Regions from separate parts of the Mus musculus genome. Here region 1 is linked to region 2. The links are chromatin contacts, called in public promoter capture Hi-C maps. All regions are on one chromosome and are shown on one strand. The core of a region is the stretch at or near the end of the contact, and the rest is flanking DNA. Distances in the headings are between cores, read along the strand shown. Region 1 overlaps Apol6 (apolipoprotein L 6). Region 2 overlaps Arhgap39 (Rho GTPase activating protein 39).

What was found. Capture Hi-C pulls out chosen DNA fragments and counts their contacts.
Region 1: a contact with region 2 is called in a promoter capture Hi-C map of adipose tissue. A contact is called at or near these places in 1 of 39 promoter capture datasets (liver) and 2 of 9 other capture datasets (adipose tissue and pancreatic islet).

The regions. Positions count from the first base shown.
Region 1 is chr15:77,051,601-77,059,213 of GRCm38.p6, reverse strand. Apol6 (apolipoprotein L 6) reads right to left here. Exons shown (of 4, transcript NM_001163621.1): 4 at 6,863-7,613. Among named protein-coding and RNA genes, the nearest start is that of Apol6, 10 kb to the right of the region's middle.
Region 2 is chr15:76,798,522-76,805,423 of GRCm38.p6, reverse strand. All of the region lies in intron 1 of Arhgap39 (Rho GTPase activating protein 39), which reads left to right. Among named protein-coding and RNA genes, the nearest start is that of Arhgap39, 16 kb to the left of the region's middle.

The DNA.
Region 1 (7,613 bases), core at 3,139-5,638, 250 kb before region 2:
TTGACCGTGGGCCCGAGAGTGCTCTTGAATAAAAATCCTCTTGCAATTTGCAGCAAGACCGTTTCTCTTTGGTGATTTTGGGGTGTCACCTCTCCTGAGTCAGAACGTGGGGGAGTCCTCACGTTGTGGGTCTTTCAAGCTCACCTCTTCTAATGCTAGCACAAGCTGAGAAGAAAATGAGTAAGAACAACTGAAGCTGACTCAACGCGGCACAGTACAGAATTCTATCAATTTATTTATTTGTGCTTGCATTTTGAAAGGACTGAGCCAGGCTGAGTCCATGACAGGCTTCAAACTGACAGTTCAGGTGAGTAGGCCTAAGTTTCTGTTTCCCAGAATTGAGCAAGTTTGGGAAAGTCAGTCTCTGGGAAAAAAAAAAAAGAAAAAAAAACACAGTCCCTGGGCAGCCAATCAGAGGCTGTCCAGACACTTAGCCTGAGGCAAGAGCAATGAGTCAGCAACAGTTTCCAGGCTTCCCCAGCAACAGTTTCCAGGTTTCCCCAGCAACAGTTCTGGATTGTCCCCAGAGCCCTAGCCAATCCCAAAGACACCCATACCCCTAGTGACCAGACCAACCAATCAAGATAAAGGTTACCCACTCCCTCCCTGGAATCCCCTAATCTGCTTTAAATGGAGGCTGTGAGTTCACCTGGGCCTCTCCATCTGAGTGAATGGTAGACCCCTGAATACTATTTGAGTCTCGGATATCATTCTTCACCCTTACAATTTGTTAGTTCATTGCTTTTTTTTTTTTTTAATGGTTTTTTGAGACAGGGTTTCCCTGTGTTACCCTGGCTATCCTGGAACTCACTCTGTAGATTAGGCTGGTCTCAAATTTAAACGATCTGCCTGCCTCTGCCTCATGAGTGCTGGGATTAAAGACATGTGCTGACACTACCCGACTTCATTCGTTTATTTATTTGATCGTTTGTTTCAAACTCATATGTGGGTGTTCTGAGTCACATGGGTCGATCAAAGAAAGAGGTACTCCAGAGTGTAATCGTGCTCTGAGGCAGCAGAGAGGAACAGTCTCAATGAACTGAACCTGGAACAGATGTACAGACGCACATCCATTGAGTGTTACACAGTTTGTTTTGGTTTTTTTGGTGGGGGATAGGGGAACACATTTCTCATACTAAAGCCCCTCATCTGATCTGTTATGTTTTGTGAAGAAAAACACCATGCCCCTGCAACTTCAATCCTTACTGTGCACTGTCTGCAGTGCCCAATAATGCAAGACATTCCGTCTTGTGACCAAAGTCACCCATGGCTGTAAAGCTCCTTCAGGAAAACAACATCATAGATAATGGAAGACAAGCACTGTTCTATAATGATTCTTTCAGGGTCAAAGTACTTCTGAAAACAACTCTTCATTCTGATATCTACCCTAGGTACATTGAAAAACAGCCTTTTCATTCTGATGTTTACCCTAGATACACTGATTCCACTAGAATTCCACTCCCCTGTAGGTCTCAGGAGTTATAAACAAAGCCCCCACCCCACAGTGCTGTAGGCTCATCTCTCCCTACTTCTCATAGCTCCCAGGGCTGTAGGACACAGCACTGATGTGGTATCTGTGAGCATTCTGTCTAAGCTCTGCCCCACAGTTACCTGGCAACAGCCAGGTAGGCCTGACCCACTCTAAAAGGGGCTGCTCCCTAGTTCTCGCTTTCTTGCTCTTCTCTTGCTCTCTTGTTCTTTCTCTGCTTCCCTTTCCCCCTCTCCACGTGCTCATGGCTGGCCTCTAATCCTCTACCTCTCTACTTCTCTACTGTCTCTCTCTCTGCCTTTCTCTGCCTCTACAAACCTCTTAACTCCCCTCTCCATGCCCTGAATAAACTCTATTCTATACTATACCATTATGTGGCTGGTCCTTCAGGGGGAAGGGATGCCTCAACATACACCTGCAGAGGCACCCCTTCCCCCACACCTCCATAGAACATACCTTGCCCCTTTATCTTTTATAAACGTCAGCATCCGTGAGGCCCTGCTTCCATTACTGTCTCCTTGTGGGTTCCTCTCCTCCCTTTCAAGGAGAAGTCTTTATCTTAGGTGTCCCAGTCGGGGGCCTTGACTGTAAAGGAAGCAGCCCTGTAGTCAAGAAGTAAGCTTCTGCCAGTGTTTATTTCATTACAGTGAGGGTCAGAAAAGTCGCAACCCCAACATTCTGGAGAGGGAAGTACAAACAGCCCCCTTTCTTCTTTCTCCTCCCTCTGGGTTCATCCTGACCAATCAGGGTACCCTGAGTTCCTACCCAGTCCCCTTTCATACTGCAGAGCCCGCAGGGGTACTGCCTACCTGCCCCTGAGGTGGAGACAGGAACTTATGACCTCATGCGCTCAATGGTCCCCCTCAGCCCAAGGTACTTCTGTGCCCACAGATTCCACGTGCTGTGGTGAGGGTGGGAAGCCCTGGGAGCTACAGAGAGCAGGGAGGGACATTCAGATCAGCCAGCAAATGAGGAATTATCAAGGGTTAGAGATAAGGGGCTCAATTCTACAGTGCACTAGGACGGAGGGTCCCTGGGTGATGACAGCAGTGGACAGCCAGCACCTGGACAGCCTGAGAAGAAAGAACGCAGGAAGTCTTGTGTGGGTGGGCCACAGTCCCAAACCTCCTGTGCAATTCTTCCCTAGGCTTTCCTTCCCCGGCTGTGTGGGGGTTAGTTCTGTTTTGTCTTTTTAAGTGTTATAGCACCCACGAGTGACTTTCAAACCAGCAATGGAGACACACAAAAGGGTTTTTAAGACAGGAGACAGGGCAGTCAATCAGCTCAGGACTTGAGGCAGAAGGGGTGAGCCCAGGCTTCTCTCCCTCCTTCCCCTGGAATCTGGCCTAGCAGGTTCCAGTGACAACCTTTGTGTGCAAGCATGGCTCTGAGACAACAGTTCCCGCTTTCCTGAGAGACTGAGAGCACTGAAAGAGGTGAGGTGGGGGAGGGACCCTCATAGCTTATCATTGCTAATTACTATGGAAGCTGTCAGGAAGCGGTGTCAGTCTAAAGCCTAGCAGGGGGCTTGTACAGTGAGTGATGGGGGATCCCAGGAGAGTGCTGGTGATGGCTGGGTCAGAGGGGAGAAGAAGGGAGGCTCAAGAGTGGGGCTGACAGGGCTCTCTCTCCCTTTTTAGACCCTGGGGAACTCCCTGGCACCTCCCTGTATGTGAGTTACAGGCATTGCCCCATCAGCCTTCCACCCCCACCCTGGTCTTCCTTCACTGATCTCAAAGACTCAAGGTCTCCGTGGCTCCTATTCATCTGTCAGTCACCATCACCAGAGTCTTGCTCTCTCAGTCGAGGAGGATGGAGGCTGAGTCACCTTGTTTCCTTTCAAAGAGGACCTTGCGGCCTCTTTGCTGAGTCTCTGAGGGAAAAAAACAAAACCAAAAGTGAGTGCAACATAATTATGATGTGGAAGTCTTGCTTTTAGAAGAGTCAGGAGCAGGGGGTGCAAGATATAATCCAGTATTCATGAGACTGAGGCAGGAGGATTGCTGAGAGTTCAAGGCCAGCTTGGGCTATATAGTGAGTTAAAAAGGCCATCCCAGACAGGGGAAGTGAGGCCCTGTCTTGGAGACATAGAAGAGGAAGAGCAGAAGGAAGAAGAGGAGGATGAGGCAGGGAAGGAGAGCCTCTAACTTAGAAGAGCCTCAGGCCAGGTTTGGCATTTGCCATCCTGGCTCTACCACTACTTAGCATTTCTTTTGAGAGAGGGTCCGCTGTGACTGACTTAGAATTCAATAATGTAGCCCAGGCTGGCCTCAAACTCACAGAGGTCCACTTGCCTCTGTCTCTCAAATGCTGGGATTAAAGGTGTCTGCCACTGAACCCAGTTGACCAGGACCTAGCTTTGATTTACCTAATCCCCAGTGTGACAGAATTAGGAAATGGGGCCTCCTGAGAGTCCCCTAAGTTGCTAGGAATAGGAGAGAGAGCTACCCTAGAAAGGAAGCTTGCTTGCCTCTTCCTCCTGATGAAGACATAGCAGAAGGTAGCTCCTGGGGAGCTAAGAGAAAGTCCTTCAGACCCAGGCCCTACTGTACCTTGCCTGTGGGCTCGCCTGTCTTAAGACCAGAGATAATTGTTCTTAACAAACTACTCAGCCAACAGTCTTCTGTCACAGCAGCGCAGACAGACCAAGACACTTGGCAAGCCACATAAGCCCCCTCCCTGCCTTGGTTATCCTAGACTGCTCTAACAAAATGCCACAGACAATTCTTTTCAGGCAGGCCCAGATCCAGGCTGCCAACAGCCTGTTAGCTAAAGTCCTTTTGTTCTGCCAGATCGGGTAGAGAAGAAGTTCTTCCAAGCACCAGGAAGCTTTTATAATCCATGGACTCTGAGCAGTCAGCACTGGCTGTCTTTGGCTGAATGCAGCAGCAGGAAGTACCGCCTAGGGTCAGTCAGTGCTCTTGTGCATGCCAGATACCTGGTCCCTTAGCACTGTAGTGGTGAGTGTCCAGGTCCAGGAAGTTGGGGATTTGCCATAAGATGTCCCTCTGGAACTGTCTCAGTGACCAGAGCCTGTGGCTTCACCTCTCCGGCTCATTATGGGCTCAGCTCTCTCTCTCTCTCTCTCTCTCTCTCTCTCTCTCTTTTTCTCTCTGTCTCTCTCTCTCTCTCTCTGCTCCTCCATTGCCTTTCTGCGACCCCTGCAATCACTGTCATACCTGTTGTCACCATTGTCACCATTGTTATTATGGATGCTGAATTGCTGCTACTGTGACCTTAGGGCCTGCCACTAGCACCACCATGGCTCCCTCTTATGCTACTGTTTCCTTCTCTCACATGGCACCAGCTCAGCCTGTGTCACAAGTGATGAAATAAAGGCCAGAAAGAAGCCATTTAGTGGATCTAATGTGACGTGGGAAGCAGACAGCCCAGGAGTGAACCAAACAGCTCATATAACCCCCCAACAGGTGTTGATCACAAACCAGAGCGCATCCTCGACAAATTAAGGTCTGTGCTAACAGCAGTCAAGACACAGTCACCTTTGCCTTCCCTCTGCAGGGCCACCAGGAAGTACCTCAGTGGAAATGGTGGCAGGGTTGTTTACAGTCATTGAGGGCTGTGAAGGCCAACTTTGGAGCTACAATGGCCAGGAGCTGGAGTTACGCTTTAGCAGCAAGCATCTGTCAATACTGTAGTTTCCCCAAGCCGTCCATGGAACATTCAAAGCAAGCAGCACAGAAGTGGGAAAGTTCACCTGGCTCCCGGATAAGAACCCTTGACTCAGAGGCAACCAGGGAACCAGAGAGGAGTTTAACAGTTATCAACTAGGGAGTCAAATTGCCCTATTCCTCAATAGCTTAGGTTATTTATCGGTAAAATGAGTATTGTAAAGAGTTCTTAGAGTAAGGCCTTCTCATGAATATTAATAGTGGGTTAACAATGGATTAACAATGCTTACACTGAGGCTGGAGAGATGGCTCAGCCATTAATAGCACTGACTGCTCTTCTAAAGGTCCTGAGTTCAAATTCCAGCAACCAAATGGTGGCTCACAACCACCGGTAATGAGATCTGACACCCTCTTGTGGTGCGTCTGAAGTCAGCTACAGTGTACTTATGTATAATAATAAACCTTTGGGCCGGAGCAGGCAGGACTGAGCAAGCGGGGTTGACTGGAGCAAGCAGAGGTCCTAAAAATTCAATTCCCAACAACCACATGAAGGCTCACAACCATCTGTACAACTACTGTTGTACTCACACACATAAAATAAATAAATAAATCTTTTTAAAAAATGCTTACACCAGGGATAGTGGCACAAAACCATAATTTCAGAAACCTGAGGCCAGCCTGGACTGCATAATGATGTTAAGTCAGACTGGGATATAGTGTGAAGGGATACAGAGTGAAACTCAGAAAAAAAACAAGAAAACAACCACACCCATTACCACTACCACCATCACCACACCCACCATATCCACTGCCTCTACCACCACCACCACCACCATCACCACCCACCACACCCACTGCCTCTACCACCACCACCACCATCACCACCATCACCCACCACACCCAAAACCACCACCAGCACCACAGGTGCTTTATCAGTTCTTACCACTTGCCCAGCACCCCAGAGAGAGGTGGACTGTTCACTCTTCCTCAAAGGTGCTAACCATTCAGCTCCTGTTGAGGGCTGGCTTCTCCTCGGCTTGAAGGTGCCTGATTACCCTGGAGAGCCTTCCACTGTTTTCCTCTGTGGGTTCATGGGGTGGCTTCTCCGGTTTCTTCCTTCTCTTTTGTGAGCCTCAGGCCTGTAAGGCTCTATACCCCAACAGCCTCATTCAACCCCAGCTATTCCCCCACAAGGTTCTACTCCAAATACCGAGGGTTTAAAGCTTCCATATAGGGCTTGAGAGGGTAGTTAGTCCAGAGACTTCCTGTAGCGCAGAAACATGGTTTATTCAACCAGAAAGCTCTCATCCGAACATGGAAGAGTAGAAGAAAGAGAAGCCTAGTCGGGCAGCTGAAGACGGACCTGCCCTTCTCCAAGCACTAGGTACTATTTGGCCCTTGTCCTGATTAGTTTTGTCTGCTTGGCTTTGTTTGGTCAACTTGACACAAGCTAGAATCACCTGTGAAGAGGAACCTCAATTGAGAAAACGTCCCCCATCAGATTGCCTATAGGCAAGTCTGTAGAGCATTTTCTTGATCAATGATTGACTTGGGAGGGTCTGGTTTACTGTGGGTGGTACCACCCCTGGGAGGTGGCCCTGGGTAGCATAAAAAAGCAAGTGAGACAGCCACAGGAGCAGCAAGTGAGAGCAAGCCAGGAAGCAGTGTTCCTCTGAGGTCTGAACTCCTGCTGTTATGCCAGGAAGGGTTTGGGAATCTCAAAAGACCACCAGGGAGCCGTTTCTGAAGTAATAGCATTAAGGTTTATTACAATCTTGGCCATGGGATGTCCTGCAACCCAACCCTGACACAGCAGGATGGGAAGGGAAGGTGGAGCAGCCTCAAACCCTTGGCAGGACAAAATTTTACAGGAGAATAGGAGCAAGTGAGGAGGTAAAGCAGGGGGAGTGTCCAGTCTGGCAAGCATCTAATAGAATGACTGTAAGCTGACAGGTGAGTGCTCTGAAGCAAGACCCTATACAATCGTGAACGAACAGTTTGAAAGTGCATCTGAGCCGGGCAGTGGTGGCACATGCCCTTAATCCCAGCACTCGGGAGGCAGAGGCAGGTAGATTTCTGAGTTTGAGGCCAGCCTGGTCTACAGAGTGAGTTCCAGGACAGCCAGGGCTACACAGAGTAACCCTGTCTTGAAAAACCAAAAAGAAAAAAAGAAAAAAAAAGTGCATCTGAAACAATCAGACTAATCTTTGATTCGCTTTGCTAGGAAGTAGCTAAGGAGTAACTCTGGCCAAGGACAAGCCGTGGGGTCCTTCCTGGTTTGTGGGTACAGCTTGGGCTCTGCAGAAGGTCATTCTCAGGCTTTATTCATTTATTTATCTCTTTAAGATGGAGGCCAGTCCCAAGATGGAGTATGATTGGGCTCTCACTGCCTTGGCTTCCCTATGTGACTGGAAACATATGAACCAAATAAACCCTTTTGATCATAGTCTTTATCACAGCTATGGAAATGTCTGCAGACATCTCTGCAGACTTCA
Region 2 (6,902 bases), core at 2,079-4,578:
CTGGAGGACAACTTTAGGTGTCAGTCCTCAGGTGGCATCCACTTTTTCTTTTCAGTCTCTTTATTTGGTGGGTGTGAGTGTTTTGTCTTCATGCATTGTGTGCACTGCTTGTGTGCCTGATGGGGTGTGGTCCCCTGGAACAGGAGTTGTGCATGGTTGTGAGCCACCGTGTGGGTACAGAGACTTGAACTGCACCAGGGTCCTCTGCAAGAGCAGCTAGTGCTGCCAACTGCTGAGCTTCCCTTTTTTTAAACTCTCTTGACAAATTCCCGTTAGCTTGCCAGTACTGAGTTACAAGTGTGTGCCACCACACTTTTTTTTTTTTTTTTTTTTAACATGGGTTCTGGAAATGAAACTCATGGTTGCAAGGCAGCGCTTTATCAATTGAACTGTATCCCCAGTCTCCAGGTATTTCTTTTTATTACTAAGTGTTTGAGCAAATGTGCAAAAACTACAAACATAAAAGGGAAGGCCAGCAAGGTGGTCAGTGGATAAAGGCACTTGCTGCCACATCTGAGGACCTGAGTCAATCCTTCCCATGGTGGAAGAAAGAACCGTCCCCAGCCGGCTTTACCCAGATCTTCACATGCACACAGAGGCTAAAAGCCTCCTCTCCTTATACTTTAGCTGTCCAGGTCCCCCCTGGTAGCAGCTAGCTGTCTTCAATCCTCATTATCCTAGTAGGGACATTTTATATTCAATATACGTGTAGGTGAATGCAGATGTAAGTTCTTTTTCTTCTGTTTGATTAATCTTTCTAAATGAAAAATAATGTTCATTTTAGATGTTTTGTATTTAAAATTTCTTGTGCATGCATTAATGAAAATCCATTTTGGGGGGGCTGGAGGAATGGCTCAGTGGTTAAGAGTACTGTCTGTTTTGCTATAGGACCTGGGTTCAATTCCTAATAACCATATAGTGGCTCACAACCATCTGTAACTCCAGTTCCAGGGGATCCAGTGTTTTCTACTGGCTTCTGTGGATACAGTACACACAAAATATACAGAATACATGCAGGCAAAACAACATGCATAAAATGATAAAAAGAAAATGCTTTTTGAAAAAAATGAGTAAGTAAATCTGGTTTCTAACCTTTTATTTGCAGGTTTTCAGGAATTTAATAATTCAACTTTTTCTTTTCCATTTGAGAGGAGGTTTTAAAGGGAATGGGATGGTTATGGACTAGGGATGATGATACATGTCTATAATCCCAATACTGGTTTGAGGCCAGCTGGGGCTACATAAACCCTATCTCAAAAATGTAGGCGGGGTCACAAATGCGATTTCCTCAGGAGCACGTACTCTTGGAAGGACTTGAACCTTGCTTTGTCAGAGACGCTGTCAATGTGTGTAGAGTCTAGAAGGATATTTTAAAACAAACATTGCATATTACCATTGTGATCTGATTCATATATTCCACATGCCGTTCTGAGCATACATTAGGTATTATATCCTCTACTCTGAACAGGTTTTGTGGTTAGTGCTCCTGACCTATGGCTGTAAAAGGTTGTGACAGACTCAGGTCCCATAGCTAATTAGACGAACTTGTATTCAGGTTCAAGTGTCATGAGGCCAGAGCTTTCTGTTTCCACCACATTCATCTTTGAGCCACTTGTTCCCTCCCTGGACCCCGGGTATGAATGCATAGCGTGTGTCTAGAAAATCTCCTGGCTGCTGAGAAGTCTCTGTGAGGGGCTCGGCTCTCACTATGCCTCCGTCCTTGCATTTGGAGGAGTGAAACTGTGCCCCGCTGGCAGACACAATGGAGGAGGGCTGGAGTGATGTCCTCACTCACAGAGAACATGGATCGGAACAGAACTGGAGCTGAGGAGCGCATAGCAGCTGGGGAAGAGGAGCTCTTCCTGAGAGAGAACACCCGGCAAAGCCCACAGTTACAGCTGTCCTCCCGTGCAGGGAGCACGAAGGCAGCATGGAGCAGGGCTCCACCAGCGTGCTAATGGGGAGTGTAGAGTTTGAACTCCATAGATGTTCTCATCTCTGTGTGTGTCAGGGTGTGTGTGGGTAGGCCAGAGGTCAGTCTCATGTCATCCCTCAGTTGCCTGATAATGTTAGGCTGGCCGGTCCATGAATCCCAGAGATTTGCCTGTTTCCATCTCTTCAGGGCTGGAATTACATGCACACGATACCACACCTTTGTTTTTAAACTTTCTTTTCTTTTCTTTCTTTCTTTCTTTTCTTTCTTTCTTTCTTTTTTTTTTTTTTTTTTTTTTTTGGTTTTTGGTTTTTCGAGACAGGGTTTCTCTGTATAGCCCTGGCTGACCTGGAACTCACTCTGTAGACCAGGCTGGCCTCGAGCTCAGAAATCTGCCTGCCTCTGCCTCCCAAGTGCTGGGATTAAAGGCGTGCGCCACCACCGCCTGGCTAATTTTCTTCTCAAGAACGTTTTATTATGTGTATGGATGTTTTTTTCTGAGTGCATGCCCGATGCCTGTGGAAGCCAGAGGAGAGCATTGGATCCTCTTGAAACAAGTCGCAAAAGGCTCTGAGCTGTGTGGGTGCTGAGAATCAAACCTGAGTGAGCGCTTAACAGCTGAGCCATCTCTCCAGCTCATTTTTCAAATATGAGTTTTAAGGTGCAAATTCAAGTCTTCATTTTTTGCAGGACAAAGTTCTTTATCTCCTGAAAAGGGTTAGGGGAAGGCGCTCTGCGTGGCACATAAGGGAAAGGAAGGAGTGGCCCACCCTAGATAACAGGGTTGGGGGGAATAATCTGAGGTTGGTAATGGGAGGGCAGATGCTCTCATCTGTGAGGTAAGGTGAGGAAGATGGGAAACTGCTGTTGGATCAGTGTCAGAGCTATCGGTGATATGGAAGAGGAGATTTGGAGATATAAAGGGGAGGGCAAAGCATGTTTGGGAGAATACAGGATAGAAGTTATAGCGGGACAGTGAAGATGTTTTTTGAGAATGCTTTCTGCAGAGGGGCAATAATTCCGAGAGAGAAAGAAATGGTAGTAGAGTAGAAGAGAGGATTGCGGAAGCTCCTGTGGAGAGGAGTAGGTGGCAACTGTAGGCTGGCCACTTAGCCTGTGAGAGCTCTCAGTGAAGAGTAAGAAGAGTCAAAGAGGATCTTAAGATAGAAAGAATGCCTGGTGGTGGCACACGCCTTTAACCCCAGTGCTCAGAGGACGGAAGCAGGCGGATCTCTTGAGTGTGAGGCCAGCCTGGCCTACAGAGAGAAACCCTGTCTTTAAAATAAAGCATGAAAAGGGCTGGGAAAGACACTCACGCAGCCCACACATGACTGATATTGGGGCTTGGAAGGGGACAGAGACTGTTCAGTTCCTTTTTCTGTGGTTGTATTTAACTGCAGAGACAGAAAGGGGAACTCTGGCTGAGCCAAGGATGCTGTCTGTTCTGGCATGTAAGTATGCCAGGGATCCGAGGCACCGTGAGGAAGAAGCCAGGAAGCTGGACACTGGCTTTATTGTGTTGTCCAGGCTGGAGGGTCAGGGTTAGGAGGTGTTGGGATAAGTAGGGTTTCACTTGCATAGCTTTGGGGGTGTCACTGTGGGCTGACATGGAGTGTTTGACCAGCCATGGTAGTGAAGGGTCAATGGTGGTGGCAAGACACCCCCCCCAACACACACACACACACACACACACACACACACACACACACACACACACACTTGATTTGTACTGTAGTTTGGATCTCTCTCGCTCTCCCCTCTCCCCATTCTTTCACTCTGTGTTCTGGCTGACCTAGAACTCACTATGTAGACCAACCTGGCCTCAAATTCACAGCTCCACTTGCCTTTGCCTCCCCTGATTGCTGGAATTAAAGGTCTGGACTTCCATGCTCAGCCCTGCAGTTTGGGTCTTGAATGTCCTACAAGGGCTCCTGTGTAAAGGCTTGATCCTCACTGTGGCATTATTGGAATGAGAGACCTTTAACAAGTAAGATCCTTATGTATCGAAAGGGGATTGCAGGACTGTGACTCATCTTCAGATGTCTGGCTTCTGGTAGAAGCAGGTTGCTCTGACACACATCCTACCATTGCCTTCTGGCATCTCCACTGGAGGCTCAAAGCAATAGCCCATCTTTCTAGAATCATACACAAGCCCCCACTGCCCCCTGGGTGAGCAGCTCTGGTTGGCCTGGAACTTGCTACATAGACTAGGCTGGCCTCAGACTCACGGAGATCTAGCCCCTCTGCCTTGTGAGTGCTGCTGCCATTAAAGGCGTGCACTACCATGCCTGGCTTCCTCTTGTTCTTTAAATCTTTGTGTGTTTGAGTATGGGCACATGAACACAGTGAGTATGCTGAGGTCAGGAAAACTCTGGTGGTCTTCCATGCTTTGCACCTTGTTTTTGAGACAGGGTCTTTTGTTCACTCTATACACTTCAGGTTAACTAACCCATTCAGTGTTGGAGAATCTCCTGTCTGCTTCCCATCTGGAGTCTGGGTCACTGGGACTAAAGATGTATGCTACGGCATCCAGATTTCTATGGGTTCTGAGGTTCTGAACTCAAGTTCTCATGCCTGTGTGGCTAGCACTTGACCCACTGAGTCAGATCCCCAACCCTCAATAATTCTCTGTTCCTATAAGGTAACGATGATTGGATAGTTCGTTATAGTGATGGAAAGCTAAAGCTTCCTCATGTTCTGAAGGTGCTGCTGAGAGCTCCTGCAGCTCCACAGATGAGGTGTGGTACATGTGGTGGGCCATTGTCATTTCAGGGTCTCTGAAGAGTAGAGGGTCCTGATCCCGAGGTGCTACTGGCACATCTCATTGCAGATGTGCTGCAGGGCCTTAGGCAGTAAAGGGTGCCAGTCTTCCTGTGTCTGGACACAAAGGCAGGCTGGTTGGGTGTGGAACGTGAATCAAGAGCTGCGTTTTCTCTTGGAGCTGTGTATGGGTTTCCGTGTTTCTCAGAAGGAGCTGTCATGGAAAGATTGCACGGTGGACCCTTGACATGTGTGGGTTTGCACGTTCACACTCATTCATACCAAAACATAATATGGTAGAAAGAAGGTTTGAAAGCACGAGTGAGCCAGGCATGGTGGCACACACCCTTATCCCAGTACTTAGGCAGAGGCAAGTGGATCTCTGTGAGTTCAAGGCCAACCTAGTCCATACAGTGACTTCCAGGTCAGTGAGTGCTATATAGTGAGACCCTGCCAGAGAGAGAGAGACAGACAGATATAGAGACAGAGACTGAGAAAGACACACACACACACACACACACACACACACACACACACACAAACACATACACAAATTTCCCCAAAATAAAAAAGCCTGAGTGTTGGGACATTTGGGGGATTGTTATTTTACTTTTTTACTTTTGAGGCCCGGTCTTTTCTATTATGTAGCCTTGGTTGTCCTGGAAGTCACTGTGTAGACCAGGCTGGCCTAGAACTCACAGATACCCACTTGCTTCTGCCTCTGGAGTGATATGATTAGAGGCGTTCACGCCACGAGCTGGCAGGACATTTATATGCATATTTAAGGGATGCTACTGTTACATAGGATCTGTATACAGACTGTTTCCTGTAAGGAAGCACAAGACCACAGTGATTTTTTTTTTTTTTTTTTATGGAATCCTCATCCATGGAGGACTCTGCTGCTTTGTGGGATGATTGGTTATTTCCATTTTCTTTTTCCTTCTGAGTAGATAAAGCTTAAGAGATGCATGAATTATTCAGAAGGATGTGGGCTGAGAAAGGGAAGGAATTGCTGTTTTGAGTGTGGTAACAAAACTGGGAGGAAGTCCTGGGTGTGGTCTGTAGAAAGATGAACCAGAGGTAGCTGGGAAAGTTCTAGAGAAAGGCGAAGGGGTGAGGGACCGCCAGTCACAGCGGGCAGGCGCAGGCGCACACTCTGTGGTTGTGCGTTTGCTCTTCCTCTGGCCTGTGCTGGATGTGAACAGGCGGCCTGTACTCTGGCTTGCCCTACAGCTTGGAGGCTGAGGCCAGCCTTTGGCTCCGATAAAGGGGCCATTTGCTGGCTTCCAGGCTGCCGCGAGTGGGATAGTGCCCCCCACCCCCAGTCCAGTCATCATATGAGGGATGCAGACAGACTGGTCGGCGAAGTGCTGACTCTCCCATCAGCCCTTGTCGATAGTTTAAATTGTATCATGCAGCTCCTGCTTAGAATGCTTTAGTGGCTTTTTTCATAGGATAAAATTTGCAATCTTGTTTTTAAAAAAGATTTATTTCATCTGTGTGGATGTTGTACTTGCATATCTGTCTGTGTACCACATGTGTGCATTGCCCTTGAAGGTTAGAGGAGGGCCTGATATCCCCTAGAACTAGAGTTACAATTAGTTGTGAGCTGCCATGTGAGTTCTGGTAAGCAAACCTGGGTCCTCTGGCAGAGTGCCTGTGGAGCCATCTTCCCAGCCCCGACTTTATAATCTTAGCATTCCCTCCCAGGCTTCTAAGCTCTATGGCAGCACTTGGGTACAACCCTCCTTCCCTTTCCAGGTACTGGTCTCTTCCCCCGCAGACTATAAAGCTCCCTTCCTTCAGAGTCTGACCATCTTCTCAGTCATATATATATATATATATATATATATGCAGAGTTTGTAATTATCTATTTACCTCTTATTGTCTCTATCTTATTTAAAGGGCGCAGGTCACACTGGTTTTATTCACCACTCTCTGCTCAGAGCCTGGTATGAGCACAACAAATTTTTATTGAAAATCCCTTTGTTTTTATTGTATGTGTGTGGGTGTTTTACTTGCGTGTGGTTTGTGCACCTTGAGAATGCCGCGCGTCCTGGAGGCCAGCAGGGGCATTGGCGCCTCTGGAGCAGGAGTTAAAGCCAGTTAGTTAGTTAGCCACCACATGAGCACTGGAAGCCAGCCTCGGGTCCTCTACAGGAGCAAGTGTTCTTAGCCCTGAGCCATCCATCTCTCCAGCCCCCACAAG